2 separate regions of the Sus scrofa genome follow, and region 1 is linked to region 2. Evidence: chromatin contacts called from public HiChIP or PLAC-seq data. All regions are on one chromosome and are shown on one strand. Each heading gives the region's core, a stretch centred on a gene start, on an enhancer-like site or on the middle of the called end of the contact. The rest is flanking DNA. Distances are from core to core; before and after follow the strand shown. Region 1 overlaps FNDC3B (fibronectin type III domain-containing protein 3B). Region 2 holds the start of FNDC3B (fibronectin type III domain-containing protein 3B).

What was found. HiChIP or PLAC-seq counts read pairs in DNA pulled down with a chosen protein or histone mark.
Region 1: an H3K27ac HiChIP or PLAC-seq map of skeletal muscle shows a contact between it and region 2. The contact joins the enhancer-like site here to the promoter of FNDC3B in region 2. A contact is called at or near these places in 3 of 5 promoter capture datasets (fetal liver, liver and skeletal muscle), 7 of 47 Hi-C or Micro-C datasets (alveolar macrophages, embryonic fibroblasts, fetal heart ventricle and 2 more) and 2 of 2 datasets of contacts at active chromatin or transcription factors (alveolar macrophages and skeletal muscle).

Annotation. Positions count from the first base shown.
Region 1 is chr13:110,852,867-110,856,959 of Sscrofa11.1, forward strand. FNDC3B (fibronectin type III domain-containing protein 3B) reads left to right here. Exons shown (of 26, transcript XM_021069801.1): 11 at 1,059-1,112. Among named protein-coding and RNA genes, the nearest start is that of GHSR, 130 kb to the right of the region's middle. Within about 2 kb of position 2,480, at least 9 of the 83 cell types and tissues checked have an H3K27ac peak or open chromatin away from gene starts, as enhancers often do. A contact at or near this core is called in fetal liver and skeletal muscle, where this site is marked.
Region 2 is chr13:110,585,402-110,589,265 of Sscrofa11.1, forward strand. FNDC3B (fibronectin type III domain-containing protein 3B) reads left to right here and starts at 2,063. Exons shown (of 26, transcript XM_021069801.1): 1 at 2,063-2,279.

The DNA.
Region 1 (4,093 bases), core at 1,230-3,729, 270 kb after region 2:
CATCAGACCACATCTGACAAACAGCATATCTGGGCTTCAGTGTAGTGTAGCTCTGGTGACCTGGTGGCTACATTTGGGGGCAGGTCACAACCATCTGTGGGGCTCCAGCTCATTCCTGGGAGGAGCCAGGCCCAAGTATTTTTCACTTGGGAAACATGGTCTTACCACTTTAGTGCTGTGAGGAACCCCACTGTAGTACCCCCTTCTGGCAGGTCTAACCCTACAAGCATTCTTTCCTCCATAGTTCTTCACCCTTTTTCTATTGTCCAAAGTCTGTTTTCTCAGTGAAGCAGACTCAGTATGCTCTTAGGATGAAAGCAAATCATGACCCTTCTTTTTTGCTAAAATACTGAGGGCTAATTGCCCCTGGTAATCTCGCCAGGAGATCCCATTTTTTTTCTCACTTTTTTTTTTAAAAAGAGCACTCTTGGAGTTCTGTGATGGCTCAGTGAGTTAAGGATCCAGCATTGTCACTGCTGTGGCTCAGATCACTCAGATCTGAGCCTAGGAACTTCCGCATGCTGCAGGTACAAACAAATAATCAAAAAAGAAATAGAAAAAGAAAAGAAATAAAGGGCAATCTTAATGCCACAGGTTTTCTAATCTTAAGTTCTTTACAAAAAAAAAAAAAGAAGGAAAAGAAGAAAAGCTGTATGGGGGAAGTTACAAAAAATATGCACCCTCTGGACTCTTGAACCTAGCTGGGTCAGCTTAACCCTGTTGGACCACAAGCAGTGCCTCAGTTTCTCTGCTGTTTTCCTTCCTCCACTCTTGAACTTAAAAGGTTTATACCGAGAGGAATTAGGTCACCACGTGGGTGTAAAGGTAGAGGTGGTGGAGAAGATAGGCTTGGCACTTTATGGGGTGGGATTTATTTATTAATAGTTGCATCACTCTCTACTAGTTGATTTATATCAAAATTGGTTTGTGATACTTGACCAGGGAGATGCAGAAGGTACCCAGGGTTACCAGCCTGTGGGGAGAGCATAAGACTATGTGGATGGTCATAACTGTTGTCTATGAACAGCTTTCTCTAATTCTCTCTCTTTTTTTTCTAGGCACCAATTGACAACGGTTCAAAAATCACCAACTACCTTTTAGAATGGGATGAGGTAATCATATTTTTGTGTTCATCCATTTAAAACACTTTTCAAAAATGAAATTGCTGAAAAAATGCCATTTTATTCTTTTTTTAAGATATACTAAACACAAGAATATAAGTAGAGAAAAATTTAAACCAATAGTTATTGACTGTGGAAAATGAAGAAGGACTGAAGTAGTATAATGAATTGCGCATTCAAATATATTTACTTGGCTTATTTGCAAGAAATGCTACTGAAAGAAAAGACAAGGTCTTATCTATTTTGAAGGCCCTAGTATCTGGCCAGGCATTGATGAGTATTAAGCATTGACTGCTTTGTTATCTTGGCTGCCCAGGGCCAACCTGCGTGGATGGTTTTGATAAGGTAAACCACGCTGTAGCTTGGGAAGCCTACTTGTTTCTTTTGGAGTGCTGTGTGTAAAGTCTGCTGTAGCACTGCTGAATACTCTCTGTGAGAGCATGGAGCAGCACCAGAGGTCTCTCCTATCCATGTGCAATTGCCATACCAACCAGACCATCCTAGTACAGGAGGCCCCTTTGCTGTTCCTGTCACCACAGGCCTCGAATGGTATCCACGGTGAAGTCTTCTTATACTTGAGGCCACTCTGTGCTGAATTGTGCCCCTTTTCTGGCCTCGCTAACACTCTACACAGAATCTGCGGCAGGAAATGCTGGATGCGGAAATCTTCTTTCTAAAAAGCAGTAATACTGTTCTTGTAGATCTTCATTCTGTTCATTCATTTACCTTTGTTTTATTCTCTTTCTATGATTGAGCAATCAGACTAAGAATTTTAAAAATAGGAAATGTGGAATTTGGGGCATAATGCGAGTTAACTAGTCTTTGTGACTTAAATCTAGGGCCATCGAAAGATTTAAAACGCACACATCCTGAGGCAAAAAGTCACTTGACAAGTGTGGAAAAAAAATATTTTAACCAAATGTAAAAGGAAAGTGGATAAAATTCTCATGATGAAATTTTGATGTGAAAAGGGCATTCTTCATCACTTTTTGTAGAAGCATGTTTTCCCATCTGGGTTGCATCTGAACAGCTAGAGTTCCAGTTACCAAACACAATGATCTATTGTTCTTAGGACACTTGTGAATAGTTCTTATGTACAGATTGGTGAAATCTCAGACTTAACCGGTATGTTTTACAGATTAGGTGGATTTCATTTTAAGGTGGCATGATTGGAAAGTGAAACCACCCTCTATGGCCCTTGTGGTTGAGGTTTTATACCGAGATAGAGTTTACAAGTAAGGAGGAGGCTTGCTTTCTTTCACGTATCTTTTCAGAGCTGTGCATGTGTGTGTGTATGTGTGTCCAGTGCTGCTTCTCTGCCTTGGACCATGGCCTCAGAAGTTAACTAAGGTCAGAGAAGTGGAGTGCTTGAATGGGAGACTTCCAAGGAAAACCCAGGTGCTGCAGGAAATGGTAATGATGACTCAGTTGTTGGCCACCATCCCTTTGAATTTGAATTGAAACATTCTACAGCCTCAGATGAAATGGAGGAGCTCTGTCGGATGACTGTTTATAATCAACAGGACCCACTGTGGACTAGCTACCACAAAATGTGAAGTTGTTTATTTGGGGCCTTCTCCTGCCCTTCCCCTTCTTGCTCTCCTTCCATGTCATCCTCACTTCCATCCTAATTCTTGTCTTCCCCTGTTCTCTTTATAGTCCCTCCATCCTTGTGATCTGTGCTGGTCAGCCCTGGTGAGCTTTCCTGGAGATTTCTGGCTAATTGACTCTCACCTACTCTAGGCCTTGTGCCAACACAAGAATCCTTGTATGTTCTGCAGTGCAATATTCTTTAAGGAAATGTACAAATAGAGAAGAGCAACATCTGACCTGCAGGCAGTGTGGGCACACGAGGCTCCAGCTCTCCCTCCAAACCTTCTGCTGGTCATTTCTAAGCCTGGTGCCCCTGGTACCAGGTCTCTTTCCAGACTACACCCTAGTGGAATATAGGGCCAGCAGGATGGGAGAGGGTTTGCTGGGGTCACTTCCCCCACCCCCAGCCCTCTCCAGAGCCAGAGCTCTCCTCCCCCAGCCACACACCCATGGCCTCTCTGGCACCCAGGGGGTTGTAGAAATGAGCTCAAAAGGCAGAAAGGTAGCCAGTTACAGAAAGGAGCAGATCCCTGCCTGAGAGGGAAGCAGATATCCCTCAGTCTTGAAGCAAGTTTAGCTTCAGGAGTCATACCCCACCCTTTGCTGTGGCACCTGGTCTGAGAACCACAGCTTGGGGTGAAGTGACCCCATCCACATCCCACAATGAATGTCTGGCTGTCCCCACATTTTTATTATATCAGCACTGGTTAGAGTTCCCAGAATACTTTATCCTTTTGCTCAATTTTTAATCACCATTCCAATGAAATAATTACTGTAAAATTCTGAAGGTGTTAGGAACATAAGAGCACAGGGCATCAAGTCCTGCTGACAAGTCTCTAGAAAGACCTTCAAGAATGAGAGAGCAGCAGCCCAGAGGCCAGTGAGTATCCGGCCTTTGTTTCTGCTAAGACTGGGCATGCTGTGCTAAGTTGACCTTGGGAAAAGCTGCTTTCATCAATTGCTTACCACCTGCTGGCCTCTGAAGGCAGGTGTGGCCCTAATGGGGAACCAAAAACAGAAATGTGAAGTACAGGGGGAGCTGATACATCAGCTGTCCTGAATCCATTGTCCCTAAGGCCATATCACCATTCACAGAATTCACTTGGAAATTCCTCACTAATAGTTCTGCAAGAGGGTTGGATGCCTACTTTTCTCCTTTAATAATTGTGCATAGACAATCCTTTAGTATTTCAATCAAGGAAATTGTGACTGTAAGGTGGTAATGAGCAAACTAAAAATGGAACATGCAGGTGTCACTGGCTTTTCAGCTCTGGCCATCAGTTTCAGTTTTCCCCTGAAACAGATCAGTTTTCATAACTTGGAAAGGTGTGACCTTTCCTGGCCATGTCACCTTGTGGCGACCCTGGTGGGATGTAATG
Region 2 (3,864 bases), core at 813-3,312:
AAAGTAAATGACCCAGGCTCAGAGAACTTAAAAAACTCGCCCAATGTTACTGGCTTTTGTGTAATTATAATTTCCTTGCTTTTCCCACTACACCATACTTCCTCTCATTTTGGAAACATTTAATGTGTTTCTATTCTCTGTCAAAACTGATGCTAGATATTAGGGTAAGAAGACAAATGACATACTGAGGTTATATACCTACGAACATACATTTTAAATTTTAAGGCATTTTGTATCATCGATTCTTCATAGAACTAATTTGGCCTAGTGGAAGAAATTGGGAGATCTAATTCTGTCTTCTGAATTTCTCTTGTCTACTTTTACCTCCTTGGCCAAGCATGTATCTCTATACTTGAATTCAAACTTCTACCCTCTGAAGTTTTTCCTTTTACCTAGTAATTCAGGTTCTTCTACATACTTTAGAATTAATTTATTCAACAACATTTATAAGGGGGTCACTATATTCAAAGCACAATGCTAGGATGATGCTGGATATACAAAAATGAACGAGATCCAGTCAAGTGGAAGAGATACATACTAACTTTAGAGCAATGTGAGAACTGAAAAGAATTTTGAGATTGTGGGGAAAAGAGCTGTGAGGCTACAGGAAGGGAGGGAGTGATCAAAGATGAGGAAATGATCTTCAGAGAGGCTAGAGGAAAAAGTATGCTTCAGACAGAGGGGCAGAGGTGATTAAAATATATGAATTCAGCTGGATTGGAGGCCAGGGCTCAGGAACAAGTGAGACACTGAGGCAGGAGCTGGAGAACCTCTGCTTCCCCACAACTCTTCCAATGCAGAACTATGACCTAGGATTGGAACCATGTTCTAGAAAGATGGCTTCAAGACACCCTTTGCGAATATTTGGGGAAAGAAGCTGGTTAGGATTTATAAGCCAGGGAGGACCCCACTTGTCTGGATTTGCCATTATCCCCCTCATCTCCAAAAAAGAATTGCAAATTCCACAGGGAAAGGAGCTATTTCTCAGTATTCTTTTATATTCTTCTGGCTTTAATGCAGTACTTTGTACAATAACTTTATTTGATAAATGGTTGTTATATATTTTTTAGGTCAATGAGAGTAATAGGTTGCCTCCTGGTTACTACCTACTTCTGCTTTGTAGGCTAACAATTGAGGCTAAATGTGATTATTTCGAATACCTGGGAAGCTAAAAAGGAAGGTGGCCTCTCTGGGATAACTTCTACTTGTTTCCCTGGATAATTTGAAAGGTGGGATGGGATGCAGTCTGATAACCATTTTGAGTCTGTACGACAGGATACATGACTTTTTTTGTTCTTTTTTCTTTCTTCGGGCCGCACCTGCAGCCTATGGAGGTTCCCAGGCTAGGGGTGAATCGAAGCTGTAGCTGCCCGCCTCTGCGACGGCAACGCCAGATCTGAGCCATGTCGGCAACTTACATCATGTTCACCGCGTTGCCAGATCCTTAACCCACTAAGCGAGGCCAGGGATGGAACCTGCCTTCTCATAGATGCTAACCAGATTAGTTTCCACTGAGCCAGGGCAGGAATTTCTGAGACATGACATTTGACTTAATATAAACTTAGCAATTACTTAATGAAAGCTGTTGTGGCCTTCGCGTTGTTCTATGTTTGATACAGAAATACAGATATGAATAAAGAGTCTCTGCTCTTGTGAGCGCATATTGGGTACTGAACTTTGATATAATCTGTTCACGCTGTATAAACCATATGAACAAAGTTCTATGGGAAACAGAGAAGGGAGGTGACAAAATAGCTCACAAGGTTGTGGGGATTTTTAAAAAAGTTAATACATGAAAAAATGTCAGTCTCAACTCTGATTATTACTTAGCAGACACTGCATTTATATTGATGTTGCAATCATTTGCAGAACATGAAGTCTTCGCCTTTCAGGAGTTGCTCGTTCCCTAAGCCTTTACGTTATTCTGGCTGAACCAAAAAGAGTTTTAGGATAGTTATGCAGGCCTAGTGGGGAAGGAGGATCCCATAGTTCCTGCGAATCTTTACTTAAAACGGCGGTTATACTCGGCAGATTACGGCAGTGGGCGGGCCTCAAATCCCCATGTGGTCCCGACATCATTGACATGGCGGAATCCCCCATCTAACCCTCCTGGTAGTTATTTGAGCGGCGGCTGCGGCCGGAGGCGGAGGAGAGCGGTGGCGGCGGCGGCGGCGGGAGCAGCAAAGGGGCGGCAGGGATCCTCGGGGCTGGCGGCTGGGAAGGCGTGGTAGACCCGGTGTGTGGCGCGCCCGGAGCCCCGCGTTTCAGCCCGAGGGAAGGTAAGGCGTGCAGGAGCAGGAGACTGGAGGGGATCCGGACCCCGCGTCTCAGCCGCTGGGGTCCCAGCGCGCTGGAAAGCCCCAGCCGGACGCTGAGTCCGCCAAAGTGCTTGCCTGTCCCGGAGCGCTCCGGGCGCGCCAGACTTCCCGAGAAAACTTGGCGCCAGAGTGCCTGAGCGCCCCGCGCTCCTCTGGGCACCCCGGGAACACGGGGCCCAGGAGGGGGTCGGCCTCCCCTTTGGGGCCGCGTCTTACTGGGCTCCGGGTCCCCGCTCGTCCCCCCAGCTGGTGAAGGCTTGGAGGAAGGAAAGAAACGGGTAGATTCTTCTTGATCGGGGAAAAAATATCTGGGCAGTGGCTCCCGGGCTTTCCCTCCCCCCCTCGCCCTCCCCAGCCTTCCCAGCAGATTTTGTCCGAGGAATCCGCTCCCCCTCCCGGAATCTCCGCGGCAGGAACGCTGCCCAGGAGGGGGAGGGCGGGCGGAGAGGCCGAGGAATCTTCGACGTGTCACTTTCTGAGGCTGTAGATTTCCATATGGTAAAGGGAGGAGGGCGGGCGTGCAAAGAGGGGCTAGAAGTTGGGGCCGCCTCTCTGCGCCAGGCGGGGCGGGCCAGGACCTCCGACCCTTGGATGCACACAGGGAGGGTCCCGAGCCCGCACCGGCCCCCCGCCCAGGCCAGGCCTCCCCGGGACACTCCCCGCCTAGCCGCTGGCCACCTCAGTGCGCGCCACGTCCTCCCTCCCCGTCCTGCCCCCCGGGCTCCCCCCGGGCTGGGGGCGGTAACCGGCGGCCGCGGCTGGACTCGGCGAGCCTAGAGGCTGGAAGCTCGGGCGGGGGAGTGGGGCACGGCGGGAAGGAGCGGGCGACCCGGTGTGTGGGCCAGCGTAGCTCCGGTCAGTGGGTCACCCCAAGGGGCGCCCGGGCCGGGGGTGGGGCGGGCGGGAGGAATCCGCGCCCCGAGGCGGCCGGGAGGGGTGCGCGGACCGTCTGGTGCTCTCGGCGCGGCGGGGGCCTGCCGGCGTGGGAAGGGCCTGTCATTCTGGGCGAAAGTGGGGCCTCCGGCTATGCCCGCGAAGTTTCCCAAAGGTCCGGTCTGGGCGCCCGGTGGGATCCGGAGCACCCGGGCCCAGTGTCCCTGGAGACGGGGCTGGGCTGCCTGGCGGCGCCGTTGGCGGGAGGCTTCCAGGAGTGCGCGGTTGGGGTTGGAGCTTTTCGAACCTCACCACCTACTCTGCTGTTCCTGACGGAGGGAAAGCAATGGCAGTTTATCCAGACATTACCGTTTGCGGACTTTCTTGAAAGGAAAAACTTTAATTTCTGTTCTCTTCAGTCCAGCAAGTTCTTGAAACAAAATTTGGAATTTGGCTGCGATGGGCCGACGCTGGGGCCCCAGATCCACGCGTTTCTCTCTCCATCCCTGTTAGTTTCTAATCTCCCTCCCTCTCTTCCACACAGGCTTAATCATATTTTGGAACGGGCGAAGTCTTTTGTTGGGTGGGCACCCCCCTGATGGCTTGTCTGTTTATTTTTTAATGTGCAGTTAATTTGATTTGAATTTCCTCCAGCTTCCAGGCCCTGCTAGGG